Regions from separate parts of the Mus musculus genome. Here regions 1, 3, 4, 5 and 6 are each linked to region 2. The links are chromatin contacts, called in public Hi-C, HiChIP or PLAC-seq and promoter capture Hi-C maps. All regions are on one chromosome and are shown on one strand. The core of a region is the stretch at or near the end of the contact, and the rest is flanking DNA. Distances in the headings are between cores, read along the strand shown. Region 1 holds the start of Psapl1 (prosaposin-like 1). Region 2 holds the start of Bloc1s4 (biogenesis of lysosomal organelles complex-1, subunit 4, cappuccino). Region 3 overlaps Sorcs2 (sortilin-related VPS10 domain containing receptor 2). Region 4 overlaps Sorcs2 (sortilin-related VPS10 domain containing receptor 2). Region 5 overlaps Sorcs2 (sortilin-related VPS10 domain containing receptor 2). Region 6 overlaps Sorcs2 (sortilin-related VPS10 domain containing receptor 2).

The links. Promoter capture Hi-C pulls out the DNA fragments that hold promoters and counts their contacts. Hi-C and Micro-C count contacts between places; a contact is called where the count stands out from the background. HiChIP or PLAC-seq counts read pairs in DNA pulled down with a chosen protein or histone mark.
Region 1: a promoter capture Hi-C map of hippocampal neurons shows a contact between it and region 2, with 2.2 times the contacts expected there. The contact joins the promoter of Psapl1 here to the promoter of Bloc1s4 in region 2. A contact is called at or near these places in 1 of 39 promoter capture datasets (hippocampal neurons) and 2 of 115 datasets of contacts at active chromatin or transcription factors (embryonic forebrain and large pre-B cells).
Region 3: a contact with region 2 is called in a promoter capture Hi-C map of hippocampal neurons, with 2.5 times the contacts expected there. The contact joins the enhancer-like site here to the promoter of Bloc1s4 in region 2. A contact is called at or near these places in 2 of 39 promoter capture datasets (hippocampal neurons and pre-B cells).
Region 4: a FOXA1 HiChIP or PLAC-seq map of pancreatic cancer cells shows a contact between it and region 2. The contact joins the enhancer-like site here to the promoter of Bloc1s4 in region 2. A contact is called at or near these places in 2 of 39 promoter capture datasets (embryonic stem cells and pre-B cells) and 4 of 115 datasets of contacts at active chromatin or transcription factors (embryonic forebrain, large pre-B cells, pancreatic cancer cells and 1 more).
Region 5: a contact with region 2 is called in a Hi-C map of pro-B cells, with 5 times the contacts expected there. The contact joins the enhancer-like site here to the promoter of Bloc1s4 in region 2. A contact is called at or near these places in 1 of 39 promoter capture datasets (hippocampal neurons), 1 of 484 Hi-C or Micro-C datasets (pro-B cells) and 2 of 115 datasets of contacts at active chromatin or transcription factors (embryonic stem cells and large pre-B cells).
Region 6: a contact with region 2 is called in a promoter capture Hi-C map of hippocampal neurons, with 3 times the contacts expected there. The contact joins the enhancer-like site here to the promoter of Bloc1s4 in region 2. A contact is called at or near these places in 6 of 39 promoter capture datasets (the 3T3-L1 cell line, 3T3-L1-derived adipocytes, hippocampal neurons and 2 more) and 1 of 115 datasets of contacts at active chromatin or transcription factors (pancreatic cancer cells).

The regions. Positions count from the first base shown.
Region 1 is chr5:36,200,726-36,205,346 of GRCm38.p6, forward strand. Psapl1 (prosaposin-like 1) reads left to right here and starts at 3,296. Exons shown (of 1, transcript NM_175249.3): 1 at 3,296-4,621. The coding sequence starts at 3,341. All of the region lies in intron 2 of Sorcs2 (sortilin-related VPS10 domain containing receptor 2), which reads right to left.
Region 2 is chr5:36,746,240-36,750,343 of GRCm38.p6, forward strand. Bloc1s4 (biogenesis of lysosomal organelles complex-1, subunit 4, cappuccino) reads right to left here and starts at 2,440. Exons shown (of 1, transcript NM_133724.3): 1 at 1,135-2,440. The coding sequence starts at 2,406. The coding sequence ends at 1,759.
Region 3 is chr5:36,127,816-36,132,055 of GRCm38.p6, forward strand. The region is part of intron 3 of Sorcs2 (sortilin-related VPS10 domain containing receptor 2); the gene reads right to left. Among named protein-coding and RNA genes, the nearest start is that of Gm52810, 16 kb to the right of the region's middle. Within about 2 kb of position 2,421, at least 37 of the 459 cell types and tissues checked have an H3K27ac peak or open chromatin away from gene starts, as enhancers often do. A contact at or near this core is called in hippocampal neurons, where this site is marked.
Region 4 is chr5:36,180,589-36,184,692 of GRCm38.p6, forward strand. All of the region lies in intron 2 of Sorcs2 (sortilin-related VPS10 domain containing receptor 2), which reads right to left. All of the region lies in intron 1 of Gm31945 (a long non-coding RNA gene), which reads left to right. Among named protein-coding and RNA genes, the nearest start is that of Gm31945, 3.2 kb to the left of the region's middle. Within about 2 kb of position 2,828, at least 15 of the 459 cell types and tissues checked have an H3K27ac peak or open chromatin away from gene starts, as enhancers often do. A contact at or near this core is called in pancreatic cancer cells, where this site is marked.
Region 5 is chr5:36,221,979-36,226,674 of GRCm38.p6, forward strand. The region is part of intron 2 of Sorcs2 (sortilin-related VPS10 domain containing receptor 2); the gene reads right to left. Among named protein-coding and RNA genes, the nearest start is that of Psapl1, 20 kb to the left of the region's middle. Within about 2 kb of position 1,978, at least 10 of the 459 cell types and tissues checked have an H3K27ac peak or open chromatin away from gene starts, as enhancers often do. A contact at or near this core is called in pro-B cells, where this site is marked.
Region 6 is chr5:36,066,598-36,071,038 of GRCm38.p6, forward strand. It overlaps Sorcs2 (sortilin-related VPS10 domain containing receptor 2), which reads right to left. Exons shown (of 27, transcript NM_030889.2): 6 at 1,491-1,555. Among named protein-coding and RNA genes, the nearest start is that of Gm52811, 16 kb to the right of the region's middle. Within about 2 kb of position 3,189, at least 62 of the 459 cell types and tissues checked have an H3K27ac peak or open chromatin away from gene starts, as enhancers often do. A contact at or near this core is called in pancreatic cancer cells, where this site is marked.

The sequences.
Region 1 (4,621 bases), core at 2,046-4,545, 540 kb before region 2:
CACAGGTAAACACTACTTTATGGACATATGGTTCCACAAGCACACATCTTTCCCTACACCTTCATCCATTTTCCTTACCAATAAGAAGTAAAATGTCCTTGTTTTGTGTCAATGAAGGTCTGGAAAGGACAGTGGCATAGCAGACTCACCTGGCTTCCAGATATGGCTTCTAAATATTTTCCTTGGAAGGAAAGCTGAATTTAGGGCTGGCTGAGGAATGATCAGCCTGGAGTGGTGTCATGCCTGGATACAAGAGGCTCAAGGAAGGATGGGGACAAGGAGGAGACATGGAAAAGCTCCATATGCTCCACAGGTCAAAATTGGAGCCATTCAGGCATCAAAGCAACCAGAAATGCCAATGAATTGATGCCTACAAACAATAGTTCAAAGTCACAATAAATCAGATTTAAGAACAGTAGATATAAAATCAAAAGCCACGAGTCTTTCTTTGAAGGAAAGAAAGGATAGGGAAAGCAGAAGGGGACTAGAAAAGAGGAGAAAGCTTTTCCTGTGCAGAAAAACATTAACCAGTTTCAAGTGTCTCTGGGTCCGATTCCCTGAGAGGACCCAGGGCAGTGCAGAAGGAGGAGGCCATTAAAGACCAAGCTGGACCAGTTAAGAAGCATCATCGATGAGGAACTTGGGAAAGGTTACCAGCTTATGCCCCAATGTGACAGAAGAAAAGGCCAACAGGGCTACCGGCAGACGTGAGCAAGGCAATGTGGGCCTGGGAGATAAGGTGCTAGGACATAGCACCTCTGACACTGGGACAGCGTGGACAACAGTGCTGTGTGACAGCAGTGCTGTGTGACAACAGTGCTGTGTCAACACTGCAGCTCTAGGTTTTGATAAATACACTGTGGCCATGGGAGAGAATGTCCTCATTCTTAGGAACGGTACACGGAAGAAATGGGCAAAGGAACACAATGGCTTCGCCCACAGCCACCCACAGCAGTTGTGACACACTAAATGCAAATATTTACGCATATGGATAGACATATACATAGTAGACATATGATAGATGGGATAGATAGATGGATGGAAGGATGGGTGGATGGAAGGATGGATGGATGGACAGATGACAAGATGGACAAGTGGGTACAAGAACACACAGAAAATTGGATAGGCAGATAGATAGACAGACGGTGAATGGATGGATAACTGGATGGACATACATATACATAATTGGATGGATGGATGGAAAATTGGCAGGTGGCTGGATGAATATATGAATAAACAAGTAGATAAATGGGCAGATAGAAAATTGGATATATGGATGGATGGATAGATAGATGGTTGGATGGTCGGACAAGTGAATGGATAGACAGATAATTGGATGGATAGATTATGAGTGGACAGACAGGGATGTGTGTGTGTGTGTGTGTGTGTGTGTGTGTGTGTGTGTATCAGATGAACAGACAGATAACTGGGTAGATGAATAAATAGATGGACAGAAGGATGGATGGACAGGATAGATGAGTGGATAGGTAGACAGACAGATGGATGGGTAGGTGGATGGTTGGATGGATAACAAGAAAATAGGTATATCGAGAGTAAATAAATATTATCAGTATACCTGGGAAAGTAAGTCATTCTCTGAACTATTTCTGCCACTGTCTTCTAAGTTAAAAACTATATCAAAATACAACAGAGGCTCTAAGTCCTGAGTTCCTGAGCCTGCACTTACTAAACTCATTAGATGATTTGGGCTGATGTCCTTGACAGCCTGTGGGTAGTGCTTCCCACCAGCGAGCCTAAAATCCTGGGACTTTCAGCCATCCCTCAGCCATGACTCTGGGGAAAGGGCAAGCGCTCTAGATGAAATTCTTCAATGAGATTTGTCAATTCTTGGCTGTAGGCTCAAAGGTCCCATGTTCTGCCTATCTCTTCTTGCTGGCACCTTCCCCTAAGTTGAGTCCTAAGGGATATACTGGTATGGAGCCTTCCTGGGTTCTGTAAGACTTCCTAATAGCAACTGAGCTTAGAGAGGGCCATGGGAACCCTGATAGAGAGGTAGGTGGAGAGGTTTGAGCCAGTGCATAGTCTGAAGCCCTAACTGTGGGGTCTGGATGGACTCTGGGGAGTGGTCAAAACTGAGTCAAATGGAAGATCACACAAATGGCAGGCAAACGGAGTTGATTGTAGGGTTGAAAAAATGCCTGCGCCCCAAAAACAAAGTGAATAGTGAGTGGGTGTTCCATAAACAGCAACTGGGTAAGGTGCTGGGGTGAGTCAGCCCGGGCCTGCCCAGGCAGGTCTAGATAAAAGCACTTTGTTTTAGTTCCACCTCTGTACAGCTTGACAAGCTGGCCCTGGTGGCCCTGCAGCTAAGAGAACCCAACCTCTCTACTTCACCAAGCCTGCTTCCTCCACTGGCCCAAAGGAAGCAGAGACCTTAGCAGTCAGTCATCTAAAGGGCTCAGCGAACCTCATTCCATATTCTCTCTGTAGCCCGTCCTCTTGGGAGGGCAACAGGAGGCACCATCTGCATTCTTTGTGAAGCTGTTGCAAAGGCAGCTGGGATACCTTCCCACATAACTGGGAAGTGGATTCCTTAGGCACCCAGAACCCCAACGTCTGAGCCACAGATACCCATGTGTGGGACTCACACCACTAAGGCATGCAGGATTTTCATAGAGTTCCCAGGGTCCCTGATCTGCCCACTCCCGTGGAAGCTGGGAGCTGCCTGTCAATCAGAACAGGTGAGTCTGGCTTCAGGGTCCTCCACAGAATCAACAGGATGAGGCCGTGGCCAGCTGTGCATTTGCCTGATGCCAATGCTCTTGCTTAACGCTTATTTCCAAAACTACAGAAGCCAACAGATGACCTAACCGTGAAACAGAAAACCCCTTTGTATCTGTGAGCCTCAGCAAACATCATGCGCATCTGCTAGGGACCAGCCCACACATGGCCTCCCATAGAAGTCTCCAGAATAAGGCTCTGCATGCCAGCAGCCTTCACCCAGGCATTGTGGGATCAGTAGTCCAGTCAGTCCCTGGACAGTGGGGCCTTAGGACCAGAGCCTGTGGCGGGCATGTGGCCATGAGGCCCAGTTAGAAATAAGCCACTCTAGGAATTTGGTTCTTCTGGGCCTGGTGTGACACAGAATAGAAGCTTCATTCCCAAAGAAGCTAGACTTTGAAAATAGGGATTATTCAGGGAGAGAGAGGGAGGTAGAATGGCCAAGAGGCAGAAGCCAGAGAGGACGGGCCAGCACCCAGGCAGGTGGGGCTCTGACTCAGGTTGGGGAGGAGCAGCGGGCAGGTACCTTGCTGAGCAGGCTAGACAGGAGAGCTAGTTTTATAGCGAGAGCCAAGCAGAGGGAGCAGCCAGTGGAACCATGGGCACTATGCTGTGCGCTCTGATTCTCTGGTCTGGCCTCCTGGGGGCTGCCAGGGCCAGCCCCATCTCAGTTCCCCGTGAGTGTGCCAAGGGTTCGGAGGTATGGTGTCAGGACCTGCAGGCAGCTGCAAAGTGTCGGGCCGTGAGGCACTGCCAGAGTGCTGTCTGGAACAAGCCCACAGTCAAGTCCCTGCCCTGCAGTGTGTGCCAGGATGTGGCCGCGGCTGCTGGCAATGGGGTGAACCCAGGTGCTACAGAGTCGGATATTTTGACATCAGTAATGAAGACCTGTGAGTGGCTTCCAAGCCAGGAGTCTTCAGCTAAGTGCAAGTGGATGGTGAACAACCACAGCGCAGCTGTCCTGAGCATGCTCAGTGGCGCTCAGGAGACTGACCTGGCTTCTGTGTGCACTGCGCTCACCCTCTGTGAACCATTACAGAGGCACCTAGCTGAGACTACCTCGGAGAGACCGCTGACCCAGGAGGATGCAAATGAGGTGATGGCCCCATTCTTATCCAACGGGGCGTTGAGCTTCCACCCATCACAGATGCCTGAAGGTGCTGTGTGTCATGATTGTGTCCAGCTGATCTCCTTGCTCCAGGATGCTCTAGAGTCTAATTTGACCTTGGCAGAGGTAACTGTCCAGAATCAGTGTCAGTCCATGGGGCCTGGCCTGGCTGCCCTCTGCGAGAACTACATCCACCGGCAGTTTGTCCCTGCTAAGCAAACATTGCAGGGTCTCCCCCCACAGGAGGTCTGCAGGAAGGGGGGCTTCTGTGAGAGAGAGTCTGCCCACTGGCTGACTCGAGTGGCCGCTGTGGATGGAGTCCCCTCTCTGGAGATGGAGATGCCGAGGACGAATGAGTTGCAGATGCAGTTGGGCCTGACGTGCGACGTGTGCTTGAACTTGGTCCAGGAGCTGGACAAGTGGCTTGTGACCAACAGCACAGAAGCTCTCATCAGCCACACACTGGAGCGAGTGTGCACCGTAGTGCCCGAGCCTCTAGTCCAACAGTGCATCACCCTGGTAGACACCTACAGCCCTGAATTGGTGCAGCTCATGTCCAAAGTCACCCCAGAGAAAGTATGTGAGACCATCAAGCTGTGTGGCAGCAAAAGGCGGGCCAGGTCCATCTCCAGGGCTGTGGCAACCACACCATCCCTGCCGGTGGATGAGGAAAACCAGGGCAGCTTCTGCCAAGGGTGCAAAAGGCTGCTGGGCATGTCTTCCCAGAATCTGGACCACAAGAGCACCAAGCGGGACATTCTGAATGCCTTC
Region 2 (4,104 bases), core at 1,190-3,689:
AGGCGTGTTTCTACTGCCTGGAGTGAACAACCTTTTAAGAAAAGAGTTGTAGCTAACAGACACTGTGAGTGCTCACAAAACTGAAGTGGGCTAGCTGGGCAATGGTGGTGCATGCCTTTAACTCCAGCACTTGGGAGACAGACACAGGAAGGTCTCTGAGTTGGAGCCTAGCCTGGTCCAAGAGGACAGCTGGGACTACACAGAAAAACCCTGTCTTCAAAACCAAGTGGGAACAGACCATGCTCTTAACTGCTGAGCCATCTCTCTAAAACCTTACGAAAGCAATCTTTTTTTTGGTGTTTTTTGAGACAGGGTGCTACTCTTTAGCACAGGCTGTCCTGGAACTCTATTTTCACATTCATTGACTGTCATAAAAATATATTAATAATTTCTAGTAGCACCCACTAGATTCTGAACAGTAAATGTAGGTCACTTGTCCCCTCAGCTTTTAAACCTGTTTCTTGATGTGAACTACAAATCAAATGAAAAAAAATATGTCACCATACAACACAGAAGGCCCATGAAAAGCAAAAGGAGATAATACTATCACATTTATTTACTGAGGGTTGTAACCCTGGCTCTCCTAGAACTCACTATGTAGACCAGTCTGGCCTCAAACTAAGAGATCCACCTGCCTTTGCCTTCTGTGTACTGGGATTAAAGGCGTGCACCACCATACCTGGCTAAGTCATCTATTTACTGATATATGGTCTTCTTAACTACCCAGGCTGACCTGGAGCTTACTCTACAGCCCAGGTTATCCTGCTACTCTGATCTTCCTGCCTCCGACTCCTGAGTGCTGGGATTGCAAATGTGTGCTATCACATCTGGTTCCATTACCGACTTTACCCTGACAGACAGCAAGAGACTCAGCTGAGTACTACCTGGGAGAACCAACTTAGGAAATAGTAGTTTGTTGGTAAGGGACCCGTGTGCCCCAAAGTGAAAGAACAAAACCCTTCTGCTCAACGAGACTCGGGGGAAGAACCGCAGAACTGTGAGAAGAGCAGCGAGGTTGGCTCTTCACACAAACCTTCCAAAGAAGGAAGTTGCCTTTTCTTACCCCACTACTAAAAACATGAACGACAGGCTCATTTCCAAACAAACTATGGTAAATAATCTCCAGAAGGAAATCTCTGCCAAAGAAATTTAACATTTTAATTGATGTGCTATAAATAGAACACTGACAACCATACATTAATATTCTTGCTTTGATAAACTAAGCTTCCAGTCAAACTGTCAAATACAACTTCAGGACTCCCTGCAACAAAACGCCCAGTTTGCTATCTTAAGAAACTGTCTTCTTTCCTTTGGCTTACAGTCTACACCATAGAAAATTGAATATAATACAAAACAATTTACTATCTATCCCAGAAGGCTACAGAAAACTGAACCACTGTTAGGATTTAATAATACAGCTTTAATTTCTTGGGCACTTTTGATCATATAAATATATAAATCTTAACAAGGAAACACTGTTCACTGTAATAAAGGCCATAAAAATAACAGCTCTGCCGTATTGCACCGATAAATTAATTCAGTTGGCTTCCCCAGGTCCCCACCAAAGAGCTTTCGAATCCGAACTGGAAGACATAGAGACCTACACTCTTGGCATCGAATACTGACGATGTCAAGTCGTTTGCAGAAAATAAACTTTAACCTTTCACATCCCGGCATCACATACGCCAGTTCACAGGATTTCTTAACACTTGGGACAAGAGTCTCGCTGGAGTCCTCATGCGGTGGAGGCGCACACGCTCAGAGCTGCGGTCTGTCACCGCAGCCAGGGAAGTGGTCCTCGGTCCGAAACAGGACTGGCGGCTCGTACGCCGCGCGCTGGGGCCCGCTGGGCGCCGACCTGAAGAGAGCGGGGACGCTGATGGTATGCAGCAGCCTCCGGAAGGCCCGCGGGAAGGTCCCCAGCTCGGCTTCGGCCTTGGCGACCTGCTCCTCCATCCTGGCCACGCTGCTCCCGATCATCCGCACGAAGGCCTCCAGCTTGTCGATCCGGCCGTAGATGCGCCTCATCTCGGCCGCCTTAGCGTGGATCCGGGGCACGCCCTCGCCCACCACATGCGACGAGTCCCCGCGGATCATGTCCAGCATGCCCACGAACTCGTCCACCTTGGCCAGCAGCTCCTCCAGGCTGGCGTCCAGCGCCTCCACCTCTGGCCTCGGTCCCGCGCTGGGCAGCAGGCTGGAGGCGTAGCCCGAGGCGGCGCGGCGCAGCAGCGGCAGGTCGCGGCCCGGCGCGTCCTCGGGGCCGTCATCGTCCCACGGCCCGGACGCGCTGCTGTGGCTCTGCGAGACGTGGCCGCTGTCCCCGCTCCACGCGGCGCCCAACGGCTCGGCCTCCTCGGTAGAGACCTCTCGAGACAGGGTTCCGACGGCGGGTCCTTCCTCCATGGCCCGCTCGGCCGCTTCCGGTGCTGAGCGATTGCGTTACGGTCTGAGATGCCTGCTTCCGGCGCCTCCTAAAGACGTCACGCCCCTAACAAGTAGCCAAGCCTACTATCCACATGCCCAGAGAGCCCGCAGTGCTTCTGGCTGGCTTGTCGGTGCGTTCGTAGTGTGTGCCAGCAGAGTTTGCACAAGTTAGTAATCCAAAGAGGGTGACAGACGATTAGAGGATAGATAGAAAGATGGGTAGATGGCAGATAGATAATAGATGACAAATAGATTAGACCAGTGGCACAGGCCTTTGGTAGCAACACTCAGGAGTCAGAGGCAGACAAATCTCTTAAATTCAAGGCCAGCCTGGCCAGTTTCACGCCACCAAGGGTCCTGTAGTGAGGCTCTGTCTCAGACAGACAGACAGATCAATAGATAATGGAATGATAGGTAGATTGGTGGTAAATTGACAAATGATAGTGTCAGAGAAATACATTGAAGCAGAGCTGAGGCTGTCCATACCGTCACAGCAGGTTACCTCTGTTGCTCCACCTGCCCTGTAGCCAGCCAAGGCTAAATCTCCGTAGATGGAAGGATATTCCAAAGCCCTGTCTAGGAACTGGGGGACTCCAGGTGTTTGAGCTCAAGAATAATACAAAGAACTTCTCATTTTTATTATTAAAGGAAGCAAAATATGAGGTGACATTTATGATTAGTTTTAGCAAATACAAGTACAGAAAATATACCTGGTGTTATCATCTTTGGTCTTGTGAAAAGAGCCAAGAATATCCCTCCTATTTGTCTTTCCCACAGAGATAACGGGGACATGCCAGGGCATTTCCTGCACGTCCTTGCGTATCCTCTTATCACAGTTTATGTAATTCTTTCTAGAAGGCCACCTTGTGGGAAGAACATCCCACACAATGGCCTATCCGTAGTTCACAGTAAGTTCACAGCTCTCTTAGACTTGTTCCCACATCTATCCACTGTGTAGTACCCACCAGCACCCATGTGAGGCTCCAGCCTGCCTCTTTTCCCTTACCAGCGATAGCAAAATAAACTGTAAGCAAAAGCAAGAACAGTGGAACACAAAAGTCAACCTAACGAGTGGTCATCTCAGCCTCCTCACAAAAGAAGTACTCTCACCCAAGCATGGATTCCATCACAATGCTACCAGAAAAACAAACAAACAAACACAAAAACAAGGTAGGAATAAATTCTTAATATTCATAGAAACATCCAAGGTGGCGTCTCTGAGACCCATGCAGTCTGGCAGGTCCTTGGGAAACTTAGGGCCTTATTCTTCAACATTGTCAAGTGAAGACAGGCATAAAGTAGAGATGCCCTTGTCTTGATGGGATTTGTAGTGGGTATTTTGTCCAAATGGCCTGGACCCCATTGTCAGGAGACGTAAACCAGATCCCCAATAGGGAACAGTTAGGAAAAGTGTTGGCTGTTTACTATTGACATACTCATACACAGGCAGGTACCCACACGCATCCTGCAAAAGACTGGGTGGTTGGAGTTTTGTTAGGTGTTAAACACATCCTCTCTCTGGGTAGAGCTCACATGACCTCTTTTCCCACTGGGAATTAGGAATTAGAGAAGAAAAACAACTTTGAGCAACAAAATAGAGAAAGCTACAAGCTGCTTCAGTTCTCCATCATGTCAGTCCATCTGGGTCAGCTGACTGGAGTCTATCGCTGTGAACCT
Region 3 (4,240 bases), core at 1,171-3,670, 620 kb before region 2:
CATGAGATGACAAGACTCACTAGCCATGGCAGAGCAAGATGTGATTAATCTGCCCATGTGTCCTGTCACCATTCTCCCAGTGCCTGCTCTCCCAGGGGCTTTAATAGGCCCATAAGTTAAGACTTTTAGATTCTAAAGAAAGCAGGCAGCTTGCCCCAGGCCTCCTTAACACTCTCTCAGTCACCAGAAACCCAAGAGAATGGAGTTCCTTGCATGCTCTATCAATAACACTGTCAACCAAGCAATGAGCCCTAGTGTCAGTATATCTCTGGGGCAGAGGTCCCCATATCATCTCCTGCAACTGATGAAGCTGTTGCACTCCTTTGAGAGTGGCTTGGAGCTTCTGGACCTGTCTTAAGCAGAGTTAGAGAACCAAATGCATGCCCTTTTGGCCACCACTAATGAATGGACCGTTTTCTCTAAAAGCTGTACCCACAGATGCACAGAAAGGAGGCTCCCAGCTGCTGATAGAACTGTCTGGTATGAGTTTTCGGTGTTTCTCTGGTTTAGCACATTCATCTTCTGTGATCACATGACACCCAGTCTCCTGCCTCAAACCGTGGTCTACAAATAGAGCAGGGTCTCAAGAAAATCAAAAATGATCCTTGGAGAGCCATTGACACTGTCCAGAGAGGGGACAGAAGTTCTGGGCAACACATGTACATTTCAGTTAGTGGTATGCACATAAGAGTAGATATTTGTGTGTCTCTGTGCATAGAGCAACTCCACATATGTGTGCACAGACATGTGTGGTGTGAATGTGGCCTGGAGCATGCAGCCCAGGGAATCCTGCAGAGCTGAGCCTTGCAACACTGACTCTCAAGTGAGGCTCCCAGGCTCCCTGGGGAGCTCTGAGGGTGTAGGCTGAGAGTCCCTCCCATATCATTCAGTGTCCCTGAGGCTTTCCCCTTATGGTAGCCGTCTGCAGCTGCTGTCATTGACTCCAGAATCCACTGCCTAGAATGTCACCTCTCCCCACCCCCGCCCCCAGCAACCACCACTCCCATGAATTCCTGAGGATAATACATGCCTGGATGCCAAACTTAAGCACACATGTTTCAGTGGTGTACACTGGGGCACAGGGACTGTGTGCTCGTGACTTGGGTGACACTGGCAAGAAGTACAGACCCTGTGTTGCTCCCTTATTTTGCGGCTACCCCAGCCCAACCAGAAGCACTAGAGGACAGGAGTGTGGGGCTGGCCCCAGATTACAATTTCTTCACAGAGGCGGCTTCACACTATTCTCCTCCCTAAGCTCAGTACATCACATACCAGAAGCCTCCCAGAATGGCAAACAGGCCAGCGAGGCCAGGTCTTGGGGAGTGGATGGGTGGTGAAGTACAGTGAAGGTCCCCTCCCTGATACCTGGTGGCAGAGGGTGGGCTCGGGGGACATTGAGGAGGATTGGCTCTGCAGCAGGGACTCTGATGAGCTCAGCATCTATGCGACAGCGATAGTGGAGGAGACAGAGCTCCTTGGAAAGGAGCTGGAATCTGAGGAGCAATGCCGAGCCGGCAGAAGGGGGACGTTGGAGCAAGATGCAGGGTGAGTGGCTGGGGCCAAGAAGGCACTGAATACAGGTAAGAGGACTCAGGGGGTCAGCTTCTAGACTGATCCCAGCCATTGCTACATTCTCTAGAGCAGTGGTTCTCAACCTGTTGGTTGTGACCTTTCTGGGGGACTCTTTCACAGGGGAGACATATCAGATATTTATATTACAGTCATAACAGTGGTAAAATTACAATGTTGAAGTAGCAACAAAAATAACCATGAAGTTATTATGGTTGGGCATCCCACAACATGAGGAACTGTATTAAAGGGCTGCAGCATTAGGAAGGTTGAGAACCACTGATCTAAGGGTTTCTTTACTCTGGGAAGGCTGAAGGCTGCAGCTCCCAATGCCAAGCTGGTGGTAGTAGCCCCTTCTTGAGCAGCAGATCCTCGGGGTGAGGGGGTGGAAGCATCTGTCATGACATGGATGTGATGAGGTGGCCCCTTCTTGGTGATTCTTGGACACAGTTTCTCTTTCTCCCAAATGCTGTCAGAGATCGAGAAAGCCTGTTGGAGCCAGCTGGCACCCTGGCTCACATCATGTCATCACAACAGGAAAGATGGAGTGAGGACTACATCTTCCCTGTATCCCAGCCCACTCCCTGCTGGGATAGCAGTCATCACACACACACACACACACACACACACACACACACACAGACTGGGTATTTTGACCTGTAACTTTCCTGCAGAAGTTGCAAGGAGACTTTGTTCTTGAATACTCTTTAGAAACCTGAACCGCATCCTAGGACCCTTTGGCTCATCAGCCACAGCTGTTGATGCCAGGGCATCACAGATGCGGGCCTCAACAAGAAACATGAGGTCCATGGGGGATCTGCCAGATGCACCGTCTGTGAGGCAAGCTCTGAGCTACAGTGGCTTCCTGCTTCTGAGACCTACCCCTTCATAGCCCTCTAGCTCATTCTACACAGTCCAGTAATGCTCAAGGCACCTGGAAGGGTTTTGTTTGTTTATTTACTTATTCATTCCTTTGTTTTGTTGTTGCTTTTTGCTTTGGGTGGCTCAGGGGTGTTGAGATGCTAAGAGCATTGTGAGAGCAAGTTGCCCTGACTCTGACGCAGTGTGACACTAAGCATGTCATCTCACATGTGGATCTCGGGTTCTAGCTCTATTTTTTAGTAACAGGGACTGAAGCACTTCAGAGGAATGGCCAATTCTGGACTTGGCAGGCAGTTGACACAGTGAGCCCAGAGCAACGGTGTGGTGCCAGCAAATGCAGAAGTGTGCTCAAAGCCAGAATAAGGCTCATAACGACAGGCATCTGTTCACAGGGACCAAGAGCCAGCTGACAGAGCTCCCCACAGCAAGCGCTAGGGTGATTTAAACAATAAAATAAATAAAGCATTATTGGATTACAGCTGAGGAGGAGATAAATATTCATGAGCCCACCCTCATGTAAACAGCTGATTGAAAGAGTAAATAATGAGGGAGGAGAGATGGGCCTGTCTTTACATCGGCTCTACAGACCCTTCCCCCGCTGCGGGAGCATTACCTACACAGGAACTGTGCAGCTGGACTTCCTAACAGGAAGTGTGGTACCCAAAGGAGTCACATTTATCATGGAGAAACATGGCAGGCACCTGCTCAGGCCAGGGACCAAGGTCAGCATCATCAGAGGAATACCCTGAAGACAATGGCATTTAAGTCATAACAAGTCCTCAGTGAGGGACACTGCAAGACACCCTGGTCCCACACTCGAGGTTATCAAGGGTCAGTCATCAAGAAAGAAAGTCAAAAATCTGGCATGCCCTAGTAAAGCTTTAGAAGACAGAGAGTGGCCACAATGCAGTGCCCACAAATGAAGATAGGCACTCTGGCCAAAGCCAGGGCATCTAACTGAGGCTTCAGTTAATCACAGGAGTCAGGACCAAGTACTTTGAGACACTGGGATAGACACATGACCACTTTCTACACTGCTGTCACTGTTATTCTATAAATATAAAATGGATGTTAAGAGTTAGACCTCTGAAAGAGGCACATGGCAGTCGGGGAAGGAGGCTCAGTGGGGAAAAGCAGTTGCATGAAGACCTAGGTTTGAATCCCTGGTGTCCATATAAAATGTTGGGAGTGGCCACATGCCTGCCATCCCAGCAATAGTTTGGGGTCAGAGAGATAAATGCAATGGGGGCCTGCTGGCCACTACCGTAGGGGGAATGGTAAACGCCAGGTTCAGAGAGAGACCTTCTCTCAAGGAAATTATGGAGGAGGACACCCACCATTCTTCTGGTCCCTACATACCTGAGAGCACACAAGGCCATGCCACAAGCTGACCAGTGAGCTGAGGACCAAAGAGCCTCCTGAGAGTTAGGCTGTGAGTGTCCCTCTCTACTTCCAAGAGACACAATGATATGTGGAAGTACTGAGCTGAGTCACTCCAGCTCTGATCTGTTGGGGGACCACTGCCACGCACTTCCTTTACTTAGCAGGGTGGTGGCAGAGAGGACTGATGTGTGGCTCCCTTTAGAAGCTCAGTTATAGCAGCAAAAACCATCACTGTCCTGGACATATCTCTATTGCCACCAGCTTCATCACAATCCTCCTCATCAGGTCCTTCCAATCACCATCATTATCACATCAGGACCACTGTATCAGCATCCTTACAGTGTAATGTCTCCTCCTGCCTCTTCATCATATCCTCTTGTTTTTCACTTCCCCTCCCCTCCGATCC
Region 4 (4,104 bases), core at 1,578-4,077, 570 kb before region 2:
TCATCAACATATTCATTACCTATCTATCCACCATCAACTATCTACTACCTATCTATCCACCCATCCATCTTCACTCTACTGTCTATCCATCTTCCTTCTACCCATCCATCTATTCACCACCCACTAGTCTGTCCATCCATCCCCCACTCTTCATAATCCACTCAAGCACCCAATCACCCACACACCACTTATTCATCATCCATTCATCCGCATGCCAGTTTACCTACCCATCCACCTGCCCATCCTCTCACCCACTCAGAAGCTTTGCAGAGATAATAGTGAGATCATGTGGACCCAATACTTTCCCAGCATTCACTGGTCCTTCCTGAGCCTCAGCTAGGCAGGGACACCATAGGCATCTCAGGCAAAAGGGCCAGTGAGGCACTGAACCAACGTGAAGCTGTATCCCACTGAGGGAGCAGTTAGGCAGAGGAGAGGGCCCAGGGTCCCAAATGACAAGCTGGGTGCAAGAGGCAGGTGGCCCTGCCCTGCCTCAGGGAGAGCCTTCCCACCTGTTTCCCCTCTTCTTCATGGCCACAGTCCACGTGGCACACTTCCTGTCACATAAAGCTTCTTCGTAGCTTTCCCCTTTTGTGAGGGTACAGTGTTTCTCAGAGTTTGAGGGTTTTGTCATCTTGGCACTCAAGTCCTGGGATTGACAGAATTTCACTGATGAACTCACAAGGGTCATCCTTGTCCCGTTACCCTAATGTGCTTTAAATGGTGATTGTGGCTGATCTGAAGTAGGCCAAGCAGCTGGGACATCTAAGGAGGGAATGTGGAGTGAAGCCCATGTCTTCCTCCTCCCAGGAGATTTTCTGCCTTGAACTAGAGTTCCTAGGGCATCACACACCAAGCTGACACATCCTCTGTGGATGGGAGGAGGCCTGCCCCAGTGTTGGGAGTGGAGACCCTGTATCCCATGTGCAGGATAGGCAGTCCTCACTACAATGACCCTGGCTGCTCATCACGGCCATACTTTTCCTCAGGTATGGCACATGCCACTTTGGGGGTGTTAGTGGGGTAGAAGTCATCACTGTGCAGTGTCACTGTGCAGGTCACCAAATGCCATTTTCTTTTACTGTTTCATCCCTAATTCTTACAAGCTCCATAGCTAGGGAGTGAGATCCAGCCTTGGAGGGAAACCTGAGGTCCTTGACTCTCAACGATATGGGGCTGGATATTGCATCTCCAGCAAAGGGGTGCTTGGCTCTCTGGCTCCTGTTCCCCCTTGAGAGTACCTTCGGCTCACTGCTATAGTCACAGACACAGCGACTGCATGCCTGTGGAGTATTTCAGGACAAGAAGGAAGGGTCTGGGCTGATTAAAAGGAGCACTTTCCCACCTGAAGGGTGGGGACACTCGGGACAGGCTTTCAGGAGGAAGTGGCAGCCAAGTGACCTGATCAGGAAAACAGAGTAGTAGAGGCCACAGCAGATGGTGGCATGTCCTTCTCTGAGGGTCCTGGAGCACCTAGAGTCCTCCCAGCTGGTGAGAGGAAGTGTGGTAGGGTGAGAGGAAGCTGAGCCCAGGGACCTTGGCCTCATGCGGAACCCAAGGCCATGCTGGACATAAATCCCTCAGGCAGGGCTGGGCAGGGAGGAGAACCCACCCGATAGACAAGGAGTTCTTTCCTACCCAACCCATTTTGTGGCAGGATGGTAGCTTGGTCCATTAAACCATACCATTAAACAGAGCTGTGTGGAGGTTGGTTCTATGTGGGGGCCTCATTACTGTCATCATTAGCTTCCCACAGCGAGGCCACCACAGTCCAGAGCCAGCTTTAATGGGAACTGGCTAGGCCGGGCCAAGTCAAAGCTCCCTCGGCTCCATTACACAAAGGAACTCCCCATCCCTCAATAGCGATGGGGCTCCCATGCTCATGAAGACATTCTAGTGTCGCTGTCAACTGGAGATTTATTTCCATGGTCCTCTTACCAAGCACAGTGCTGAGCTCCCTGGCATATGGTATGTATGATTTTCATGCTAGGCTTGATAGACAGCTTGCCCGGCATGTTCCTCCAGCCTTGGGGTCAGCCAGCTGTCATTCTGACAACAGTTAATTAATTTTCAAGATATAAAGATATAAAAAGAAAGGTTACTGTTAGTGACATGCACACAACGGCCAAAAGCAAGTACTCACAGACACTCTGCTAAGGGAGCCTAAGGAGTCGGAGGCCAGTCAGGTACCATGGCAAATAGTCTGCAGCTGATCAAGAGATGAGCAGGGAGGCCGGGTGCATGTCCCACAGAGCCCCAGCCTAGGGGAAGCATGATCCTTAAAGGGATATTACCAACATGGGATGGGGTGTCCAGGGGTACATGTTGAGGAAAGCCTGGCTCAACCCGGGGCACTCCAGACCATTAGGCCGTAGCATCTAGCAGGAACTTCTTTGAGATGGTAAGGGGCAGATTCTGCTTGAGGACAACAGGGACCTGGGCTTCTGAGTTCAGTGGTGGCCTGGGCTGAGTCGCCACACTTGCTGTGGCTGTCATGGATGTTTTTTATACAGCGACACAAAGGTCTACCACTGCATTATTTAAAATCAGACATAGCCGTATATCTCTGTCATCCCAGCATTCCAGAACCGGAGGCAGGAGGATCACTGCTGCTTTGAGGCAATTCTGGGTGGGTGGATGGATGGATGGAGGATAAATGGAGGATGGATGGATGGGTCTATGGTGGGTGGGTAAGGAATGGATAAGCGAGAGCACATGGAGATGGAATGGGTGGAGGATGGACAGATAGACAGACCCTGCGTGCATAGTACAACTTCCTGTGTGACCCTGGTATGGTGGTTTCCATTGGAATGTCCCCTATAGGCTCAGATGTGTGGATGCTTAGTCACCAGGGAGTGGCAGTATTTGAAGAGGCATGGCTTTGTTGGAGTAGGTGTAGCCTTATGGAGGAGTTACGTCACTGAAGGTGGGCTTTGAGGATTCAAGAGTCCATGCCAGGTCCAGTCTCGTGTTCTATCTCTGTCTATCTGTCTCTGTCTCTCTTTCTATGTCTGTCTGTCTCTGTCTGTCTGTCTGTCTGTCTACCTCTCTGTCTATCTCTGACTCTCTGTCTCTGTCTCTCTTTCTATGTCTGTCTGTCTACCTCTCTATCTCTGTCTGTCTCTGTCTCTCTATATATATCTGTCTATCTCTCTTTCTATGTCTGTCTCTCTCTTTTTCTATGTCTGTCTACCTCTCTATCTATCTCTGTCTATCTCTCTTTCTATGTCTGTCTCTCTGTCCCTGTCTACCTCTCTATCTCTGTCTCTCTCTGTCTCTTTCTATGTCTGTCTGTCTGTCTGTCTGTGTCTCTCTGTCTGTCTCTGTCTGACTCTCTCTCTCTCTCTCTCTTTCTCTCAGTACAATGCCTGCATGCATGCCAACACACTCCCTGCCATGATGATAATGCACTAAACTTCTGAAACTGTAGGCAAGCTCCCAGTTAAATGCCTTCTCCTCTGAGGGCTGCCTTCATGATGATGTCTCTCCACAGCAACAGAACAGTGACTAAGACACCTAGGAATCCCACTGGGCCTATTTCCTCATTCGGATTAAGAGGAGGAGTCATTTCTCCCCTGGTCACCTGTCTATGGGGATGGAACCTACTGACTGTGACCTCACTACATCATGGTGACCTATGACTTTCACTCCCTTTTTTTTCCAATAACTGAATATCAGGATCAACCAATAACAGCTGCCCCTCTTTTGTGACAGGCTCCCAAGAGACCACTGGCTGTGTCTGCGATCTTCCCATAGACGTTGGGTAGGGGAAAGGGTGCATTGCCAGGCAGCCCTGTGGTGAGAAAGAACCGAGTGCTTTGGGAGAATCACAAGCCCCTGCTGAGACTATGATCACCTGGGGTACTTTGCAGACAGACGGGGACCTCATTGCAACCCGACAACATTGTCAGCATTACTGGATGGGCCCAAGCCTCACTCACATCAGAGCTCTTAGGGGGACAGTGTGAGCTAGCACTGGGAAGACTCTTGCTTGACTCACCAGCCTTGGGGCTAGAAGAGTGTGATGGGACACAGGTGCTTTGAGAGCGGGGCAGGTCTGAATTCTGAATGGGACTTGTTTGGTGGGTGTCATGCATGGCTTGC
Region 5 (4,696 bases), core at 728-3,227, 520 kb before region 2:
TATATCTGCCTGGAGAGGCAGCCCAGGGGGTTCACTATGGCTCCCAAGCTCGCTGCTAACCCTGACTGGAATACCAAACTCCCTAGGCATCAAGATCACCGCTCCATAATGGAGAACGCACACATCCGAGAGGATCCACATGCAACGTGAGGAAATTACCAGAATGAAGTCGAGAACATAAATCAAATGCCGGGAGCGGGATGATGCTATTCATATCAATTTTTAAAACAAGCTCATGTTTGGTTGTCTGATTACAGAGAGTCACGCATTGTCCTGAACCAATATAAATTGTGATTTATATGTTGTCGTATGTGTTTAAATTTCTGCTTTATAGGTAAGCTATAAAGCAAACTGGAATGGTCCACCCCAAGCTTAAGATGGAGATTGCTTCCAGGTAGACGCTGGGGAGAGGGGTCGGGGGCGTAGCAGAAGGGCAAAGGGTGAGTTTCATCTGAATCTATTGCTGTCTTTAAGAAAGTGTGACCTCTCCTGCAGAGAGGGAACCATTTAACATCTATGAACTAAGCTGGGTGAGGCCCTGCTGTGATGAATAGTGACACCCTGAATTCCACTACCTTCCTGGGGTGTACCTGCTCTCCCATCTGCTGACCCCAGGAACACACAGGACATCAGACTAAGTACCTCAGAGGTAGATTAGGAGGAACGGATGGAGATTTAATGTGCACTAGCCCGCCTCTGCCACCGCTCCCCAGGCTGGTGTTTTACGGCATTCTGCACTTTTCTCTATATGTCAAAGATTCCATAATTAAAGAGAAGCCAGGGGAAAGGGATGCTCTCCACCCCCGACAGAGAGGACAGGTTCCAGCCAAGCCTGGAGGGGAAGCCCGGATCATCCCACTCCAGTGCCACTGAGGCTGCTCCTGGCTGCCTGTGTAGCAGGCCCCAAGGTCTCATATACCTGTGGGATGCCACAGGGGTGGCTCTGGTAGAGTCCTCTGTCTGGGTCGTGGAAGTGTGGCCCTAATTCAAATTCACCTTCTTCAATAGCTACCTTCAATGTAGATCCTGCAGGCTGTAACCCAGGCGGGAGGGCAGGAGTAAGCAGGTAGACCATAGCCAGCTTTCTCCTGGCTCAGAATATGCCCTGCCTCCTTTCCCTGCTTGACAGCATCTGAACTGACTGTATTCTTGGGCTTCTCCAATAAAGACCTCATCAACATAAAGAATCTTCAAGATCCCAGGAGTGTTTCCCTAAAACCACACTATCTCTATGACTCAGGCACACATCCATGTATCCACCCATCCATCTGTCCTTCCACCTATCCACTCATCAACCCACTTACCCAGCTATTGTTCCATCCGGCTAGCTACATACAGACACGCATATGCACACATACACATATACACACATCTATATACCATCTATCCATCATCTCCATTCATTTGTTCACCCATCTGTCCACCGACCCATGCATTCAAGGCCAACGTGCATTCCGAGCACCAGTCAGTACTTGGTTATGGCATCCTGTGATCAACTGTATGGCCTTGAGAGGTCTCCGTGCTCATGACTTGTGTTCTAGTAATAGCAGAAGCAGTATAAGCAAGGAAACAGAAACTTCCATGAGAGAGGTAACAAAGAACCTTGCCGGGGGTGGGGGAGGGCTCTGTACACTGAGTGGCCTCCTTAGGGAAGCTGCACTAACTAGATGAGGATAAAGTCAGGACTGAGGGGCAATGCTAAGTGCATGCCAGACAGGAGCCAGCACACACAGACACCTACAGACACCCGGGTAAAGTCCAGCTTGACCAGATACTACCAGTGGGCTGCTTAGCACTGCAGAGACTCCCAGGTTGTCTGGAAGCAACAGGCCTGTTGTCTTATGGACAAGCGGTATCGGAATTTCCTAGCACTTGTTTAGAACGCAGCCTAAGGTCCCACCTCAGAGCCTGGCATCCTGATCAGCATATCATCTACATTCTGAGTCCTGGGCAGAGATGCAAGGCTGAACTGGTTTCTCTGCACCAACCACATTCACTGGGGTAAAACAGCACCCCCAGGTGGCCAACACTGGTTCTCGACGGGCCTGAAAGATGTGAATTCCACATTAAAAAATACATGTAGGGTCCTTCAGTGAAACTTCAGTTATGTGGGAGGCCATTAGGAAAGCAAGTTTTAAAAGGCTGGGGACAATAGTGGGGACAAAATGCTGAGAACATGAACCCCAGGCACTGTGCAGGGGCTCCCGAGAGGCTGATCTCAGTGTGTCCGTAGGGCTGGCCGAGTTTTAACACTCAAAACCCATTCCTGGGACCCATTCCATTCTAACAGTCTGTCACGACCTTGACTGCCTCTGTGCCTTGCCTGGGGGTGGGGGTGGGGGCTCCAGAAGCATGGAAGGGCCCAGCAACACTCTCCCAGAGAGGAGGGTGGGTGGTAGCAGACACAACACTGTGCTGTGAATTTCTCTTTATCTCATGTTACAGCGCTGTTATAGAGCAGAGACAAATATCACACAAAACCCTCAGAGACCAAGAGCACCCGCATCCTCACACCCCTGTGGTGCTCCAGCTCTGCCTGCCAGCCTCCACATCTGGATCATCAAGGGGTTTCAGTAGAGGGTTGGAATGGCAGATGTGAGCCATGAGGGGGCACTGAGTCCATCCATGGCACCAGACTGTGTGTTTTTCAAGTCCATGGGTCTTCTGGGAAAGGATGGGCGGAGACACGGTAGCCAGCTGAGGAGGGCAGCCAGGATCTAGCCATGGATGAAGAGGGACAAAAAGAGTGTGGCTGGGGAACAGAGAACAGGGCAAGAGCCAGTCGCCATTTAGAAAACCAATGGCATCCCCAGAGCTTAATGACAGAGCATGTCATGGGTTGAGGGGTAGCTCCCTCGAAGAGATATTCACGTCCTGAACCCCATAAATTACCAGGGGTCTTTACAGAGGTGGCTCAGTTAAGATTCTCGAGATGAGATGTCCCAAATTGTCTGCTCAGACCCTAAATCCAGCAGCCACTGTCTTTAGAAGGAATACACAGCGAGACAGCCATGTGGAGGCAGAGGCAGGGGGGCTGACTCAATAACTCAGCTGGTAAAGTGTCCACTGTGCAAGCGGGAGAACCCGAGTTCAATGCCTGGAACCCACGGAAACAATGCAGACACTGGGGTACACACTTCTAGAGCTGGGGAAGTGGAGTCAGGAGTATCCTGGGGTTTGCTGATCAGCCTGCTTAGCCCGCTGGGCCAGCTCCAGGCCAGTGAGAGATTCTGCCTTAAAAACAAGACGGCAACAAAAGCGACTGTCTCCAAAGGAACGGCACTGAGGATTGACCTTTGGCTGCCACAGGCACGTGTGCACGGAGGCACGCACACCTGCACACTGTGTCCACATGCACCTGGGCAGTATTGTCACATGCGTATCAACACACAGCAGCAAGGTCTCAGTGACACAGCCACCAGGGGCTGGCAGGGACACGATGACCTCCTTTCCCAGTCTTCAGGGGAAACACTGCCCTGTAACGCCATGGTTTGAACCCTGGAGAGTCCCTGGCTGTTGTTTTAAGTTCCCCAGTTGTGGTCATTTGTCCCAGTAGCACAGTAGCCACTGTGCCCAGAGTTTTAAGGATGGACAGAGTGTGCTGACTCTAGCTTGAATGAGGAAGCCTTAGGTAGGCCCTGTGAGCCCAGAGAAAAATGAGATAGGAGACTTCAATTCCCTGGTGCCAGCCAGCAGGTCCTAAGATGCGGATGTCTCTCCCAACCTAGGGTACTGTTCACAGATCCAAGTCTGGCAGAGGATGCAGAGAGAAGGTGCTGGTGATGGGTCAAGGAAGCCCGTGAGGGAGAGGCTGCTGACGTGAGGCCCATTAAACACAGAACAATTAAAAATGCATTCAGCTTCGATTTCCCAGAGCCATTTTCAGAATGTAAATACCAGACCTGTCATTAAAAATGTATTTATTGTGATTACACAGGAGAATTCTTGGGAGGATCGGTGTGCATTCAGTAAGTGTGTATTTAATAACCCCGCTTAATACGTGTTCTCCAGACACTGGCACCTGAACCATACATTCCATGGGCCTCAAGTGCAGACAGCACGTAGGCAGCACCCAGAAAAGCACAAACAGTGTGTTCTCATCCTCTCGGTACCCTTTGCCCTGTCCCAGTGTGGGGAGAAATACAAGAGCAGATGACATTCCAAAGAGAAAAATATGATCAGAGCAGCATGGAAACTGTTCCTCGCCAGGACTCGAAAGGATGCTGGAATACTGACAAATGGGTAAGGCTTAGATGAAATGTCATACTAGTGCTGTGAGCATCGGATGCTCCCCAGGTGGGAGCTGGGAGCACTGGACCCTCCCCAGGAGGCCAAGGCCTGGAAGAATCAGCTCAAAGGCCCGTAAGCAGCCAGGAAAGTAATGGCTGGGCAGGCCTCACAGTATGCAGAGTGGAAGCCTGGTTTATGAGCAACAGAGAAAGGAATGCAAAACTTCAGCTCCAGGCTTCTCAGACTGTTAACTCTGTGCAAGCACATCAGCACAGAAAAAGCAACATAGAAACCCAGAGAGTCGCTGCACCCGCGGAGGAGATGGGGGAAGTTTCTGGAAATGACTAATGCTTCTGGATGCATTTTTAATCGAGCCGAGGAAACGTCTGGGTGGAGAGACAGTGACGAGATGAGAAAAATTAAGATCTGTTGCTTCGCTTTGGGGGAAATCCAAATTTAGACATAC
Region 6 (4,441 bases), core at 1,939-4,438, 680 kb before region 2:
TTCACTCTCACTCCCCTTCACATCTCATGAGGAAACTGCCCAAGGAAGGACCTGAGCAGTGAGTGACTGTCATGGAGGACTGGCTCTTGGGAGCAGTGAGCATTGCTGCTGTGAAGAGAGGCAGATAGACAATGAAGCCTCCCTGGTATGGTGAGGGCAGTAAGCGTCACTCTGTCCTTCACACAGCAGGATGTCTACACAAGGATGTACTCAGGGGGCCTGGCTCCATGTAACACTTCTGCTGGGAGACTGAGAACCAGTCAGTACGAAACCTCAAGAAACTCCCAGGCCAGGGGAATGCAGAGAAAGCTGGGTGCTAGGGTGCTGTGGAGTCCTAAGAGTGGCTGGGATCGCCTGGGGGTGATGGGGAAAAGCCCACAATAGATAAACAGGGACAGGCAGTTCCAGCCAGGTAACAGGAGTGTGGTGATCTTGGAACAGTATCCTCTGGGGGATAACAGGGGCAATAGATTTGGAGATGGGACCTCAGGACTTTGAGCGATCTGCTGCCAACCTCTGCAGACTTTTCCAGCAGAGCTCTAGGCTGGGGGCTGGTGAATTGGGATGTGAGGTCTTCAGGAGCTGGACAGGGTCCCACTCGTGAGCCAAGTTGGTCCAGGGGCTCTTGATGCAGAGTTTAGCCTGCTGCACACAAACTCTGCTTTCTCCAAAATGGAGACTATGTGAACAGCCCCCATCTTTACTCCCAGGGCATGGCATGTCCTGAGTCTCAGCTAGCCATGCTGTCACGTGGAGCCTGATGGGCGTCACCTCTGTACATCCCCGCATGGGGTGTGTGTCCTAAGACTTGGCAACTCAATGTCCCCTATCTCTAAGCTTTGCTCCCAGCTTACCAAAACAGCAGCTGTGGTAACATTTGGTCCCACCCTTTGAGGTATGGAGCCCTGGCTGAAAACTTGGAAATGGCACACATTATCACCTGGCAGCAGCTGCCTACCCTAAGAACTAACCTGTGTGGATCCATTGTTGGTCACTTGCATCAACCCACATAAGAAAGATTACATTTCCCTGCCCAGGACCCCCCAGGGCTCCACCTGGCTGGTATCTGTGGACTTCAAAAGACTGCCAGGACAATGACCTCTGTCACCTTCCTGACATGAGACTTGCCCAGTTACTTGCCCAAAGTTACTGGCTGGCATGACACAGCCCTGCCTAGGGAAGGGGAGCCACCGAGACCCAGAGCCATCTCAGCCCTCAGCCAGGCTGGGTGGGGCTATGCAGTAGGAAAGACTCAGTGCTCAGGAGCTGGAACAAATTGCCCTTTTAATAGAATTCCCACAGAGCAGGCCTCCTCCACTTCAATTCATCCCCAGCGGGAAACAAGTGTGCTTCGAATTACAGCACATCAGAACACAGGGAGGTCGGTGCACAGGGCTGACCATGGAGGATACACCAGTGAACAAGAGCCCAGCTGAGCGGCACCACTGGGCAAGGAAGCTCAGGGGCACCTGTGACTGTGACCCGCTTACCTCCACTGAGGTCCTGAGCTTCCACGTGGACCAAGTTTGGGTCGTCATCCACCCCAGACACAGCCCTGGAAAGGAAGAGGTTGAAAATGGTATCAGTGAACGGGTGGCTAAAACCTCTCCCTGGGCTTCCACTGACCACAGTCTCTCTGGCTCTGGGGCTAATCTTGTTTTGTGAGTCTAGAAGATACAGTCCTCCCCACTAGACCTTCAGGGTCCAAATGGGAGCCTCGATGAAGCTGGATAAATCTGCCTCAAGCTTGGGGGAGCTCGTACTCACTTGTTTATAACATTGTTTATATGATTCACTTCTTCCTAGGGGTCTCACGCCCCAGCTGAGACACAGGCTGGGACTGCTGGCCCAAGTCCCCACAGAGAGACAATCAGAGGTGCTTAGAGATACTCCTATGGTCACACATCCCTGACAGGCTCACTGGAGGTCCAACTAGGGTCTGGATCTGAGTGGCTGCCCTCTCCTTCATCTGGCAGATGACTGGTCAAGTTGCCCACCACAGGATGCAGGGGGGAAAATCCCTTCCAAGTTTATACCAAGCCTGTGTGTTGGCAGAGGCTCTGTGAGAGCAGTTTTCTTCCGTATCATCCTTATAAACCTATACCAGACGCTCCTAAGCCACGGCTAAACCTTACATCTCATAGGCCAAGGGTTATGTGACTTGCCCAAGGACACAGGTGCTGTACAAGATGGTCTGAAGCTCTCACCAGGTCTGTTTGACCCAGAATTCATACTCCTTTCAGAGTTCCCCTCCTGGTGAGGTCTGTGTCCCAGGACCCTATTGAGAAGCCTGTGCTATGCCTCCAGAAGGCAGCCACAGGATATCCTGAGAAGTACTTCAGTATCTCCAGGAGCCAATGGGACCTACTCTGCCAGCACCATATCAAGCTCTGGTGATAGAGATCAGTAAGACATGGGCTGAGAGCTAAGGAGTCAGGAAACTCAGGCTGGGACCTTTTGCAGCTGGTACACCCCATCTTCCAGACTCCCAGATGTGCTCATTTATATAGGAGAGACAGGAAAAGAGCTAAAGAGTGAGGGGAGGGGGTGGGGAAGGGGAGGGAATGGGAAAGGGAAAGGAAAAGAGAAAGAGGAAGAAGAGAAGGAGGGAGGGAGAGAAAGAGAGAGAGAAAGAGAGAGAGAGAGAGAGAGAGAGAGAGAGAGAGAGAGAGAGAGAGAGAGAATACACATGGGCAGGAAGCTTCCTTTTTGGTATAGAGGCCGCAGGAACCCAGGTAATAGCTACACACACTGGTAGGTCCTGGGAGCAGGCATTCCAGGTGCTCTGGAGGCCTTTTAAAGATTCATCCACCTGCTCATTCATTCATTCATTCATCTGCACCTCATTCATTCATTCATTCATTCACACATTCATTTGCTCACTAACAACAAGGCATCAGCCAGGGTCTGCCTTTGTTTTACTCTGAGGCTGCTGACCGCCAAGGGGAGGTGACAATCCAGACAAGCTCCTTGCTGCACACCCCTCAGGATCTCCTTAATGAGCCAGTGTGTTGTGTAGCTTCAACACTGCTAATGAGCCAGGCCTGAGATAGAGCAGAGGTCCTGGTGCTTTGTGCTACAGATCCAAGGACAAAGCTGTCAAAACAGCATTATCTATTGCTCACAACAGGGGCCGTCCCTTGTCTGTCACCACATTCCAGAGAGGATCCAACCAGCTGTGCTGCCAAGCATCCTGTGACTCTCCCACATAACAGGCACAGCCCCAAGCCACCAGAGAAGCTTGTGGGCAGAGCCAGTCTGATTTGTCCAAGATAATAGCAGCTTGAATGTTAATTCGTTCTTCCCCATATCCCAGGGCTGGCTTCTCTCTAGCTAGAGAGAGAGTATCCATGAGCTGGTCTGGGACCCCCTTAGCCTGGCTTGGGACAGGTGACAATGCTACAGTCTCCCTGAGGGCTTCATGTCTGTGGAGCTGGAGAAGTCAGACTTCCTGACCTCAGTCCCCACTTTCTGACCTTAGCCTCAACTTCTAAGGAGTGACTTGAGGGACAGTTTCTGCTTCCCACAGAGGACATCAGGGTTGGGCCTGTGACTGACAGCAGCCATCTGGTTTCAGGATGTGTACTCCAGTGGGTTGCTACAGAGGGAAAATCATCACTTCCTCCCAGGAGCAGAGGGCACAGACGTATAAGGAGCCAGTGTTCAAAGCCAACATGGGAACTGGATCCTTGCAAGCACAGCATGAGTTATAAGGAGGTGGGATGGGAAGCGGGTGTTTGTACCGTGCATCTCACTGGAGACAGGGCAGTGGCTTGGCTGGAAGGCTAGTACAAAGTTTTATGTTCATTTATGCTGAGACAGAAAGGACATGAAAGTACATGTATGTGTGTACATGTGTGTGTACATGTATGTGCATGTGTATTCATGTGTATGTGTGTGCATATGGGTGTATGTGTGTGTATGTGTGCATGTATGTACTTGTGTGCATGTATGTGCATGTGTGTGTATGTGTGTGCATGCAGCAGAAAGCCTGTGAAGGTAGAGCATGTCTGGAAAGGGACTCATGCTCACAGCCAGGTACAATGTGGGCCCTGAGCCAGCTGCCCTGGTTTCCTGTCTCCCTTTTACTGCCTGGGACCTTAGGCAGATGCCTGTCCTCAATGGTCTTATTCAAACAGTTGGCCTGTGCTCCCTGGACCTCAGAGCTGCCTGACTGGGATGGTGGGGCTGGAATGATGCTCAAGTCCCTGAGGGGCTCCCAGAAGGTCATACAAATGGGGAGCCAGCACCCCCTGGCCTTTGTCTGGAACCTGAGGCCCATTCCACCTTCATTTACCCTCTTGCCTGTTTCATTCCTCAGAGGCTGCTGGGTCTTCAGTTCCTAGCAGGACTGAACATTGTCATATTGTGGGCAGGAAAGTAGGCCTAAGCAGGCAGGGCCTGGGCATTCCTGGAACAAGGGAGGCTGCATACAGGTCAC